Regions from separate parts of the Mus musculus genome. Here regions 1, 3 and 4 are each linked to region 2. The links are chromatin contacts, called in public promoter capture Hi-C maps. All regions are on one chromosome and are shown on one strand. The core of a region is the stretch at or near the end of the contact, and the rest is flanking DNA. Distances in the headings are between cores, read along the strand shown. Region 1 holds the start of Fkbp1b (FK506 binding protein 1b). Region 2 holds the start of Dtnb (dystrobrevin, beta). Region 3 holds the start of Mfsd2b (major facilitator superfamily domain containing 2B). Region 4 holds the start of Itsn2 (intersectin 2).

Region 1 (2,700 bases), core at 47-2,546, 1.3 Mb after region 2:
CCTGAGGGAGGGGCCCTTAAAGCTCTGCATTTTAGGGGACCTGTGAGAAAAATGAGGGGACTGAGAACGGAAGTCAAATGGAAGGCGGGGAGAACGAAGATGGGGAGACAGCTCAGAGGCTGTGTGGGTGACAAGGCCTGGGAAGAAACGTGTATCTGCAAGGAGTGATCTGGGCAGTATCGGGTACTTCCAGGAAGCCCTCGGTTTGTAACCAAGAAGCCCTTTAACTCCCTGCGAAGGAGCATGCCAATAATATCCAACAGCAAGTTTGCTTGTTAAACACTCTGGACCTTGGGGGTGGCTTTTGGTCTGGATTAAATTTTGCTTAAGAAATAGCTACTCCTTGAATATGTTGAATACACCCAGTTTTCTAAATAGTTGAGGAAACTTGGTGAGACAGGGAACCCAGAGATAGATAGACTGGGAGGAGGGGGTGGGGTGGGGCGATGAACCAAATTATGGAACGCGAGTTGTTTTGACCTGGCTGACCCGGCACCATGGACCCCCCAGGAGGATCAAGCAGCAGGTCCGAAGGCTGGGTTTTGACTGAGGAGGGCATGGTAGAGGGCAGATGACCAGGAAGGGTGAGTAGGACCGGGAGGGTGAAATAGGAAGCAGAAGCAGCCAAAGGAGTGGCAGGCTCCCAAATTGGCTCTCTCCACAACTAACCACTGCCCAGCCCTGGGGGCCTCCAGACAAGAGGGGCGGGGAGGTGTGGTGCAATAGGAGGGGTTTCTCTGTACAGCAGGAACCCCCAAAGCGAGATCATCCCTGGAACCGAACAGGAAAAACGGAACAGAAATTCAAACCTGGGAAGTCAGTAGCAGCGGTTAATCGAGAGGTTGCAGCTCAGGAGATAGCAGCCGCAGCCTAGGACAGTGGCTGGACATAACCCCCTTGCCCTAAGGTGGCCGCCTTCACTCCCCAAGGTGAGCGGGCGCAGAATGGGATGGTGCGTTGTCCTCTGAAACCCACAAGAATCGGGGAAGGAGGTCTCCTCCTGTCGCCCGCATCTTTGACCCTCTCCCCGCTTCAGGTCCCCGGAGCCACCTCGGAATCAGATCCCAGCCCGCGGACTCCGCCCCGGGACCCCTCCTCCTCCCGGGCCCAGCCGCCCGGTACCGTCTCCTGGGGAGATGGTCTCGATCTCCACGCCCATCACGGTCCCACAGGCCCCGCCTCCAAGGGGGTCCTCGCGGCTGCCCCGACCCCGGCTCCGCTCTGGCGCGGACCCCGCAGGCACTCCCGCTCGCCTTCTTGCCGCCACTGCAGAGCCGGAGGAGGTGCGGCTGGAGTCAGGACCTGCGCGGGGAGGGGCCGCCGGGAAGGGGGCGGCGGGGTGGAGCTGTGCGACAAGGTGGGGTCGGCCGGGGCGGAGCCCGAGGGAAGCGACCCTGACGTGGCTGCTCCGGATCCTGGCCAGACTAACCACCATTAACCCACTGGCTGAAAGGGGAGGCAGGGTGAGCGAGGCGTGCCGGCACTAGCACATCCACACATCTATCCACTCAGTGTATATTTATTTAGCACCTACAGGGTGCAAAGCCCCAGGGAGTCCACTCAATCCTACAGACTAGGAGAAAGTCGGTAATTAAACTAACTCTTTAAATACGTGTGCTCAGTGCCGTGGGGTTCAGAGTAAAACGGAAGCACCCGAGACTGATACCTACCCGGGTTAGGCTTCCCGAATCTATTGGAGCAGAGCCGGCGAAGGGAAGAAACCAATTATTGACGAATTTTCCTCAACCACCTTAAGACCACATTCATCATTCCTCAAAGTTTTACAGCAGGTATATGTATTGGAGGTCTCACCTTTCAAGGTAAAGGACTGCTCCCTGGGGATTCCAACTGAATTAAAGGAGGATCAGCTCTGTGCTGAAGATACAGCGACAGCCTGAATGGTGAATGCTATAGAAGGAATGAATGAATTCTTTTACCTCTACCCAAACCAAACCAGGATCTAAAAAGATACTTTTGTCCTTCCCCAATCCGAATTCCGCTTCCTTGGTCCTGGGACTTGAATCCAGGGAAGCCAGGGCCTGTTCACTCACGCTAAGCTAACAGAGGTTACGTCCATGGCCCCTAGGAAGATACATTGGGAGGAGAAAACATTTGCTTGAAGGCTGAAGGAGACTTTAAGAAATGCCCCCCACCCCCATCTTTTCTACACCCGTTGCACAGATCTGAATTTGTTTCTGACAAGAGCCAATGGGAGGTGAGTATGGGAGAAGGACCTATTTATTCAAAGGCCCAGAACTGGAACTTGACGCATTTTCCTCAGTTTCTCCATCTCCACTCTTCCAAGTGGCTAGCTCGCAGATACTAGCTTGCCAGGATACAAGGACTAAAGTTGGTGCTCAGAAAAGCTGGTTTACGGTACTGTGCACGTTAGGATCAGAAAAAAACCCGTGTGTGTGCCCTAGAGTCGTCAGGGCTTAAGGCAAACAAACAAACAAAAAAGCTTAAGACACCCCACCCTCCAACCCTGACCCTCACCCCCCTACTGGTTATGGCCTTGGGCAGGTACTTTGAGATCGGGGTAGAACAGATCTGCTACTTGGGCAGGCCTACGAGGCTGGCTTCAGGTAAACGGATGTATTTACATTTTGGGAGTGATATTTTATGGGATTTTTAAATGTGGAGTTCTTGACTCCCCTCTAAACTAAACACTAACTTTTTACACATGTTGACTGTAGAATT
Region 2 (2,850 bases), core at 151-2,650:
CACCTAGCAACCAGTGAGACTCTTCCAAACATGCAAAACAGTCACACAATTCATGTGTGAAAAGTAATGTATCCCCTCTCACACAAAAAACCTCACTTACTCTAAGTTATCAGCACAGCACTGCCTTCACCATGGGAATTTAAAAATAGATTGTGAGAAGAGGAGGAAAAGGGTGTCCTAGAGGCAGGCTGCCAGTCTGATTGAAGCAGGTGGCATGATCTGCCTTTCCATAAGGTGCCAGAAGGCTTCAAAAAGCATCCCTAAAGCACACAGGCCTACTGCTGCTTTCCTTAACATGTGCACATCCACACGCACCAAAAGTCTAATGGATCATGCCGCTGTCTTAAAGTTGAGGGAAAACATTTATCTTTTGAGCCATTAAAAGAAGACTTTGATGTCCCTAGAGAGTTTGGAAAAGCTTCTATAAAAAATGGCAATATGAGGGGCTGGAGAGATAGCTAAGTAGTTAAGAGCACTTGCTATGTTATCAGAGGACCTGGGTTTGATTCCCCAGCATCCAGGTGTCATTTCACACTCTTCTGGCCTCGGGGTGGCACTCACAGGGTGCACACACATTGCAGCCCAAACACTCATACACATAAAATAAAGTCCTTTAAAAAAATGATATGAAGCGGGGGGGGGGGGGGGGGGTAGTGGCGCACGCCTTTAATCCCAGCACTAGGGAGGCAGAGTCAGGCGGATTTCTGAGTTCGAGGCCAGCCTGGTCTACAAAGTGAGTTCCAGGACAGTCAGGGCTACACAGAGAAACCCTGTCTCGAAAAACCAAAACCAAAAAAAAAAAAAAAAGAGTTGGTAATGAATAAATAAATAAATAGATGCTAGATAAATAAATGAAGCTTTGTCGCCCCTGCTCCGTTGCTCAAGCTGTTTAATGTCTAAATAGTCCCACTTTTAGGAACTACTGAACAACTAAGCGGAAAGTAATGTCTCTCCTTCATCCTCTCACCGCATCCGGCTGTGGCTTGGCTTTGCGCAGGGGACCAGACTCGGTCCTTCGCAAGGCTGCTCTTCTCCCTAAGTTATGCATTCTTGGGGACCAGGGGCCGTGACCCGGATCGTGTCCATCGGGCACCAGGCGCGGAGTCAGGGCTCAGCGAGCCTGCTGAGGCAATGTGGAAAGTCACTCGGGGGAGGACCCGCGCTCGAGGCAATGATTCACCGGGTGTTTCTTCGCATTCCTTAAGGTGCAGTCACGTCGGCGCAGCACGCAGCCGCCCGGCAGCTACCTGTGGAGTGGAAGGGCAAGTCCACCTCCACCTCCGCGGCCGGCGCACAGCAGAGGCCCGGAGGGGGCGCGCGAACCCGCGGGAGGGCACTCGGCCGCCTCCCCGCCCCCTCTCGCGGCGGAAGCCCCGCCCCTCCGCGCGCCCGCCCTCCGCGCGCACCCGCCCTCGCCCTCGCGCCCTCGCGCCCTCGCGCCGGGGGCGGGCTCGCTGCGCGTGCCGGGCGGGGAAGCGGCGCGAGCCGGCGCCGTTCCGTTCGCCGCGGGGGCGGCTCCGGGGCCTGAGTGGGCGCCGCCGCCTCAGTCGCTGCTTGCTGCTTCAGCCGCCTCAGCCGAGGGGGCCGGGTTGGAGGAGGCTGCGGCCGCCGGAGAGCCACGCGACGGCCCCTCAGCTCCGGCCGGGAAGCGAGCCAGGTGGGGAGTCCGCCGGGGCTGGAGGAGCGAGAAGGAGGGCTGCGGGGTGGCGGAGTGCGCGGCCCTGGAGCGGCGACCCTTGGGAGACAGCACGCCGGGCCGGGGAGGGCTCTCCGGTCACCCGCGCGCGCGGGGGCCCGCGGAGCGCAGAGCCGGGCTGCGCGCGCTGCTGATGCATCCTGAGCCCGGCTGGCGGGGAGGAGGCTCCGCGTTAGGTGCTGAAGGGGGCGAAGGCGGCAGGTCCTGGCAGAGGGCAGGTGAGGTAGGCAGGCCCTGGCAGAGGGAAGGGAATTCATTCCAGATCACCTCTCAGTGTCCCCCGAGGCTCCCGGTAGACGAACCTGTCCACCCAGGTCACCCCTGTTGGGCACAGTGTCCGGAGAAGAGGGAGGATGCAGCTGACGAATGCTTGCTGTTAAATTTCTGTGCCAGGCCTTAGGGAATCAGGGAGACCTTCCAGCATTCTCTGCAAGCGTTTATTGATTAGCTACGGAGCAGGAGAGAACCGCGGTCAGCGCCTGGGTCACGACTTTATCACTCTCAGCCATCTTTTGCTGTTGAAGTGCTGACAGTTCGGCTGTGAAAGTATGCACACAAAATGTAAAGTGCTCTATTTCATGTTTCCTGTTCTGTTCACTTCAGGTCCCTTTAGGATTTTCCCAGCCCTGGGAAACTGGAGCCGTAAGTTGCTTGGTTTGTGGAGAAAGTAAGATAGTTGAGGAAAGCTGGTGGGAACTATTGAGAAGAGATTTGAAGGATCTTACTGACATTTAAAAGAGGGGTGGGGAGGGGGAGAAGAAATCTGGAAGAAGAATCTTGCCTTCCCAGCTAGAATTAAGCTCCGTGCCTGTTTTCTGTTCAGTCCTCCGGATGTGGCCTGGATCCCAGCAGCCCTACAGTGGATGCCCACTGCAGAATGGATGGAGGAAGCAGGGGCTTGAGTGTCAGTCTCTGTAGAGTTAGGGATGATCGCTGGACTTCCTTTGGTCCTCGGATTCTCTTTTTGCCTCTTCAGGTAACCCAGGCACTGGTAGGTTAAAACAGTGGCTTAGGTGGCAGACTCCGGTGGCCTGTGGCCACTCTTCTTCATCCACGTGGTTCTTGCATGTTGTGCACCAGGAGCTTAATCTCTGGGTGGTGCTCTGGTCTTTTCTCTCTTTGGCTTTTTTCTGGTCGTTTGAGGAGGATGGGAG
Region 3 (2,849 bases), core at 127-2,626, 1.3 Mb after region 2:
TTATTTTTTTCATCCTTTGGGGGCAGAGTGGGGTGGGAGGGAGTGTGGACTTCGTCCATTTCAGTATCTTGTAGACACCACCACAGGCAGGCTGTGAGGAAGGGAAAGGTCTTCCTAGATAAGGCATATCACAAACTTCACACATTTCCTACCCTAGGAGAAAAACCACACTCAAGGCTGGATGTATTCTTCTTCTGACATCTGTGTGGACATCATTGCAACTGCCAGAAAAACTTTACAGGCAGAATCCAGTGTGAGCGGATTCCCATCCTTTAATGAGTCTCTTGTTTACCCTAAATGGGCCTGTGGAGGTTTGAGATAATAGAAAGGCCGTTACAACAAACTCCAGCTGAAACTGACATGAGACAGACTCACACACTGAGTGATGCTGGGTCTCCTTACCCCATCAGCCCCATAGAGTCCATGGAATCTACACTACACTACATGGAGCGAACAAACTGGCTGTGTGACCTGCGGAACTTGTTGCTTGATAAGCAAAATGAAGACATGCACCTCATAGCATTATTAACGTAGTCAAACACTGCTGCTTCATGGCAGTCTTAGGTTTCTTTTCCTTTTTCCATTAATATCACATATCACCTCAGTTCTCTAAATTCTGGGAGAGGTGAGGTCCCACCCCACCCCCAGTACCATCTTACCATCTGAGATCTGCAGCCACCGGGCCATGTCTCTTACTCATCCACTTTTCCTAACTGTTAAGGCGATAGCTCTAATTATATTTCCCAGAACATCAAGAAATCTTCCTGCCTTAGCCTCCCCAGTCAGGTACTGAGACTACAGGCACACCTAGGCACGGGGTCTCCCAACTGAGGGCCACTTTTTGCCACGAAGAGAACGCAGAGGGTCTAAGGACCTTGGGTTCCCATCTCCCCTCTACCCAAATCTCTCAAGCCCCTGCCTGGGCATCCGGAGAATCCTCTAAGGAGAACTTGGTACCTGGCGAGCACCACAATTTCGGAGGGAGGCTAAGTCAACCGGAGCTACCAGGAGTTTGGGGAAAGGAGGCAGCTCCCTTCGCTGGGCTAAGAAGCCTCCAGGAGGATCTGCAGTCAGGACACTGGAGATCTGGTCCTTCCAGCCTGCCTACTTGAATAAAGCTGTGTTACTTCACACTAGGACTTGGGATGCCTTCCTATTTTCTCTGGGGTGTCCCAGTGGCGCCAAACCACACACTACCCAACAACTGGACAAAGTGCTGTGGTAGGTTCTTCCCTGCTCTTGGGAGCGCTGAGTAGCCCGGCTTCCCTCTTCCCACCCTGACGCTCACCGAGCCTGGCTCCTGGGTGTGAGGCTCTGCGACAGGAGCGGGGGTGGGTCCATGGGGCACCGACATCCCGTGGCTGTTAAGCTCCGACTGCTGCCGCAGCGCAGTCACTATCGGGAGGGTGGATCTGGCCAAGTGGGCGTGGTCCCATTGTGCAGGCAGCCCGCCCTCCGGGAGCTCTAGTAGCCGCGTGCCACCTGAGGCAGCAGTGTGGGGATACCCAGGACCTCGAAGCTTCGGGTCCTCCTCTCCAAGGAGGAACTCCAATCTCCATACACCTGGGAAAAAGCGGTCAAGTCCTCAGGGACGATCTTGTTTGTTTCTTGGCAGACATGTTGTAGACAGAAACCCTCAGCTAACCCCGCCTTGGGTGAAAGCCAGCAAATAAACCTATTTAAATAAAGCACTTCACTTGTCCAGATTAAAACTGTGGCTGAGTGGACTCAGCCCGAACTACACATTTCCCAGGCTTTTCCTATAGGGGACTTGCAACTACAGCTGTGCCACCAAGTCCTGGAGGGTGAATGAAGTGTGGTGGGTGTGATAGCTCACCCAGGACATACTTTCAAAAGGCAAAAGACCACACTGTATAAACACCTAACAAGAAAATAGTGTGACTATCCTTCCTTGTATTATCAGACTACTGAAACAATGGGTCCCAGAAATTAGTCGACCCCTACCCCCAAGGGGGGAAAAAAACCCAAAACCCAAAAAATTCCTCCTAGGAGTAAAGGGGCTGGGCAGCCAACTTTTTTTTTTTTTTTTTCCAAGACAGGGTTTCTCTGTGTAGCCTTGGCTGTCCTGGAACTCACTTTGTAGACCAGGCTGGCCTCGAACTCAGAAATCCCCCTGCCCCTGCCTCCTAAGTGCTAGGATTAAAGGCGTGCGTCACCACGCCCGGCTAGGGCCAGCCAACTTAAGAGAAAGATTTCCAATGTGTCAACTTTGATGTGCTGCGGCGTTACATTCTCTTGGAGATGGACTTCGGAGGCCACTGGATCTTTGGATTCCTCTCCTCGGTGTGCTTGGTATGGTCTGCTCACCCCACCCCACCCCCAAAATAGCTTTAGCCATTTTGTTTCATACCTGTCAATCACCAACACAGAGAAGTGACTTGGCTCAAGGCCATGCTAACCACATACCCTGTTTTGTGTTTTGTTCTGTATATTTTGAATGTTCTATATGAGGTTTGCTGATCTTAAGAGATTAAAAAATAAAAAGGAAAGAGAGAAAAGAAAAAGAAATTCCACAAAGCATTACATGGCCATCAAAGTTCAATATTAACTGTTATATCTGAAATAGCTAGAGTCAGAGCTGACCATGAGGCAGCCCTTCCTGCACCTCCCTATGAGCTCATACATACATATGTGAGCACTGCATGTACGTATGTGGTTTTTGTTGCTGCTACTAATAAACCAAAAGTTATAATTCTTGTGCTGCTATCCCAAAGCTCTGCAATTCTCCTGCACCCATCCACTAACCCCTTTACCTAACCCAGGACCAATCAGCCTAAAGGTTAGCTGATAACACTTTGCTTAGTGAGCCAACTGCTCCCCTCCCTGCT
Region 4 (2,700 bases), core at 97-2,596, 1.0 Mb after region 2:
GAACACCAAAATGCAAGCCAAGGGCTAATTGAAGAGTTAAGAAAACACCGTGAGAGCAAGAAAACCCTGTTTATCACCATCAATGTTTGCTAAATTCCTCCTAAGAGTTGGTTGTCCAGTTCAGTTGGCCCTGAGCATCTCCGCAATCTCTTTCAAGTCAGACTTTCTATCTGCATCAGCCCCAACAGGGGTCAGTGAAGCCTGGGGTCATCTGATCTACACATATCTCTCACATTTCAATTGAAATCATAGGGATACTAATGTTTGAAAACATCCATTTATTTATGGGATTTTTAAAAAACAATTTTTATATAGCCTAGACTGACCTCAAATTCACAATCCTTCTCAGCAGTCAGACTGATGCGACTCGTTCTCTGTGTGCAGGGGTTACAGGCACGCACCAGTTTACGTTATGAGTTTTGCATCTCAGTACACTTCCTTCCATGGAAACCTTACACTCCCATTTTGCCCATTAGGGACCATCATTTCCTCATCCTCAACCTTAAGAAAGCTTTTTTTTTGTCCAGGGGGTGCTGTTGCCTCTGTCAAACAGCAGATAAAGAATGGTGATTTGAGTGAGGAAACCACAGAATAGAAATAAGTTCTAAGTATGAGTTTCTCCTATTAGATGGGTAAGGATGTTTAGCTTCTGCAAGCAGAAAAGTCCGGGACGGTCTTCCTGTCTGTCATGAGCTTGCTCTTGTGTGTGAACAGAGGGATGCTTTTTCTCAGTCTCTGTCTCTGTCTCTGTCTCTGTGTCTCTGTCTCTCTCTCTTTCTCTCTCTCTCTCTCTCTCTCTGTGTGTGTGTGTGTGTGTGTGATGGTGAATGGACAGCTAACTCTTGGGTGTGGTAAAATCCTTTAAGGAGAGTCCTTGAGAAGGATCTGCAGCAAAGGTGGAGGCAACTCCTTTGCACCTCTAACTTCCCCATTCTCAGGAAAGGCTTGCTCACATGTTAACGAAGAGACCTTCAGTGAATAAGAAGGTTCCAGCTTGAGAGACAGCAAGCTCCATGTGTGGTCCAACGGGGATGTCCTGGACATCTCTTGGCCCTTTCCAAAACCTTAGGGTCCTGTGGCAGGAAATGTCCCACCCAGTCCCCGGCAAGTCACCTCGAAGAGGAGGAGCCAGGTGGGGGGTCTTGGCAGCTCCTGGAAGGGCTGTCAGCCGCGGAGCTTCGGGACCTGGCGGGAGGAGAAGCATTTCGGCCCACGCCTTCCACGGTTCCGGGGGCGAGGAGGAGCGCCACGCAGTGTCACGCTCCCCACGGTGAGGAGTAGGTGTCCCGCGGCTAGGCGGGCGGGCCGTCACTGCCCGCCCGTCGCTCGCCTCCCCGCCCCCCGGCTTCCTGCGGAGGCCGCGGCCGCCATGTTGTTGTGGGGCTGAGGCGGCGCCGGCTGAGAGCCCAGCAGCCGTGACAGGCTGCGCAACAGGTTCGCTGCGGCCGGCCTGACGACTGACCCGGCGGCGGCGGCCGCGGCACGGCAGGGTCTTCCCGGAGCTTGGCCGCGCCCACGCGCCGGTGTCGAGGAGCGCGCGGGGTCGCGCCGGGACGTGCGCGAGGCGCCAGGTGGGTGAAGCCGCCCGTCGGCGCGGCCGAGGGGCGCGGGGCAGGTGCGGCCGCCGCCGCCCCCGGGGTTCCACGGGCCGGGCAGAGGGGGCTGCGCGCCGCGCACCGCCGGGTTCAGTCCTCGGAAGCGCGTGCGGCCCCCGCCCTAGGCCCCGGCCGAGGACGGCCGTGCCGGGCGGAAACCTCCGGCCCCGGGGTTCCTGCCTCCGCCGCGGGGCGGGCGGGCCGCTCCTCTCAGAGGCCGGGAAGCCCGGGCCCCTTGCCGCGGCCTCGCTTGGCAGGTGACGGCCTCCGCCTATCGCTGGTGGCGACCGGGTTCCGGGCTTTCCTTAGGGGCATCTGGGCTGGGTGCGCGTTGCCTTGGGGACCTATTTTATTTTGGCTTAGTTGACTTTTCTTTTCTTTCTTTCTTCCTTTCTTTTCTTTTTCCTCCTTGGTCAGGGTTGCTGCAGAGTGTCAGGTGAGCCGCATCCCGGTGCGTCAAAGTAGCCGGAGTCACGAGAGGACAGTGGGCGGATGCTTGGCGTCCACTGCTCGCGTTATAACAGCTAAAGTTGAGAACTGTTAAGCGCTGACTTCTGCATTATGCATTTCTAGGGTATATATAGGAAGCACAGCGAGGAGTCTCTGTAGCCAAAGTTCACTGCTTATTTAAGGGAGAAGAGGCACCTACAAGTGCATAGTGAGTAGGTAAACCGAGGCTGCAAGTTTCATTCTGCTGAAAGACACTGTTTGCAGGTATTGGTCATGCTCTGTGTTATTCAGTGATTGTCCGTGGCAAATACACTCATTTGAAACTTGCATTCATAACGAACAGGAACATTTTGGATAGACCCAGCTACTTTACAATAGGAATTCAAGTTGACACAGAAATTACTGCCGTACTCCGTGCTTCTTGTCTGTTTCACGGCGTTTCCTACTTCCTCAGGGGACGCAAGGTGTCACTTGGAATTTTGTGTTGTTAGCTTAGTTTAGGTAGTACAGACTGGAGGCCAAACTAGGTGCTTAAGCCTTTGAGAAATTGCTAACTTCCCTTTCACGGTTTGCTGTATTGTCATCCAGTGCTAAAACCTAAAAGCAATCTAGAAACATGGCCTACAACATTTATACAAGTTGATGGGAGGCCTGC

Evidence for each region. Promoter capture Hi-C pulls out the DNA fragments that hold promoters and counts their contacts.
Region 1: a contact with region 2 is called in a promoter capture Hi-C map of liver, with 4 times the contacts expected there. The contact joins the promoter of Fkbp1b here to the promoter of Dtnb in region 2. A contact is called at or near these places in 3 of 39 promoter capture datasets (liver and pre-B cells), 1 of 484 Hi-C or Micro-C datasets (regulatory T cells), 1 of 115 datasets of contacts at active chromatin or transcription factors (embryonic stem cells) and 3 of 9 other capture datasets (adipose tissue, liver and pancreatic islet).
Region 3: a contact with region 2 is called in a promoter capture Hi-C map of the HPC-7 cell line. The contact joins the promoter of Mfsd2b here to the promoter of Dtnb in region 2. A contact is called at or near these places in 6 of 39 promoter capture datasets (the C10 cell line, the HPC-7 cell line, cranial neural crest and 2 more) and 1 of 484 Hi-C or Micro-C datasets (bone marrow-derived macrophages).
Region 4: a contact with region 2 is called in a promoter capture Hi-C map of liver, with 3 times the contacts expected there. The contact joins the promoter of Itsn2 here to the promoter of Dtnb in region 2.

Annotation. Positions count from the first base shown.
Region 1 is chr12:4,840,277-4,842,976 of GRCm38.p6, forward strand. Fkbp1b (FK506 binding protein 1b) reads right to left here and starts at 1,297. Exons shown (of 4, transcript NM_016863.4): 1 at 1,123-1,297. The coding sequence starts at 1,159. It also overlaps a transcript of Wdcp not described here.
Region 2 is chr12:3,570,991-3,573,840 of GRCm38.p6, forward strand. Dtnb (dystrobrevin, beta) reads left to right here and starts at 1,401. Exons shown (of 18, transcript NM_001162465.2): 1 at 1,401-1,657.
Region 3 is chr12:4,872,983-4,875,831 of GRCm38.p6, forward strand. It overlaps Mfsd2b (major facilitator superfamily domain containing 2B), which reads right to left and starts at 1,377. Exons shown (of 14, transcript NM_001033488.2): 1 at 1,289-1,377. The coding sequence starts at 1,354.
Region 4 is chr12:4,591,662-4,594,361 of GRCm38.p6, forward strand. Itsn2 (intersectin 2) reads left to right here and starts at 1,347. Exons shown (of 40, transcript NM_001198968.2): 1 at 1,347-1,571. It overlaps Gm3625 (predicted gene 3625), which reads right to left and starts at 2,070. Exons shown (of 1, transcript NR_169069.1): 1 at 1-2,070.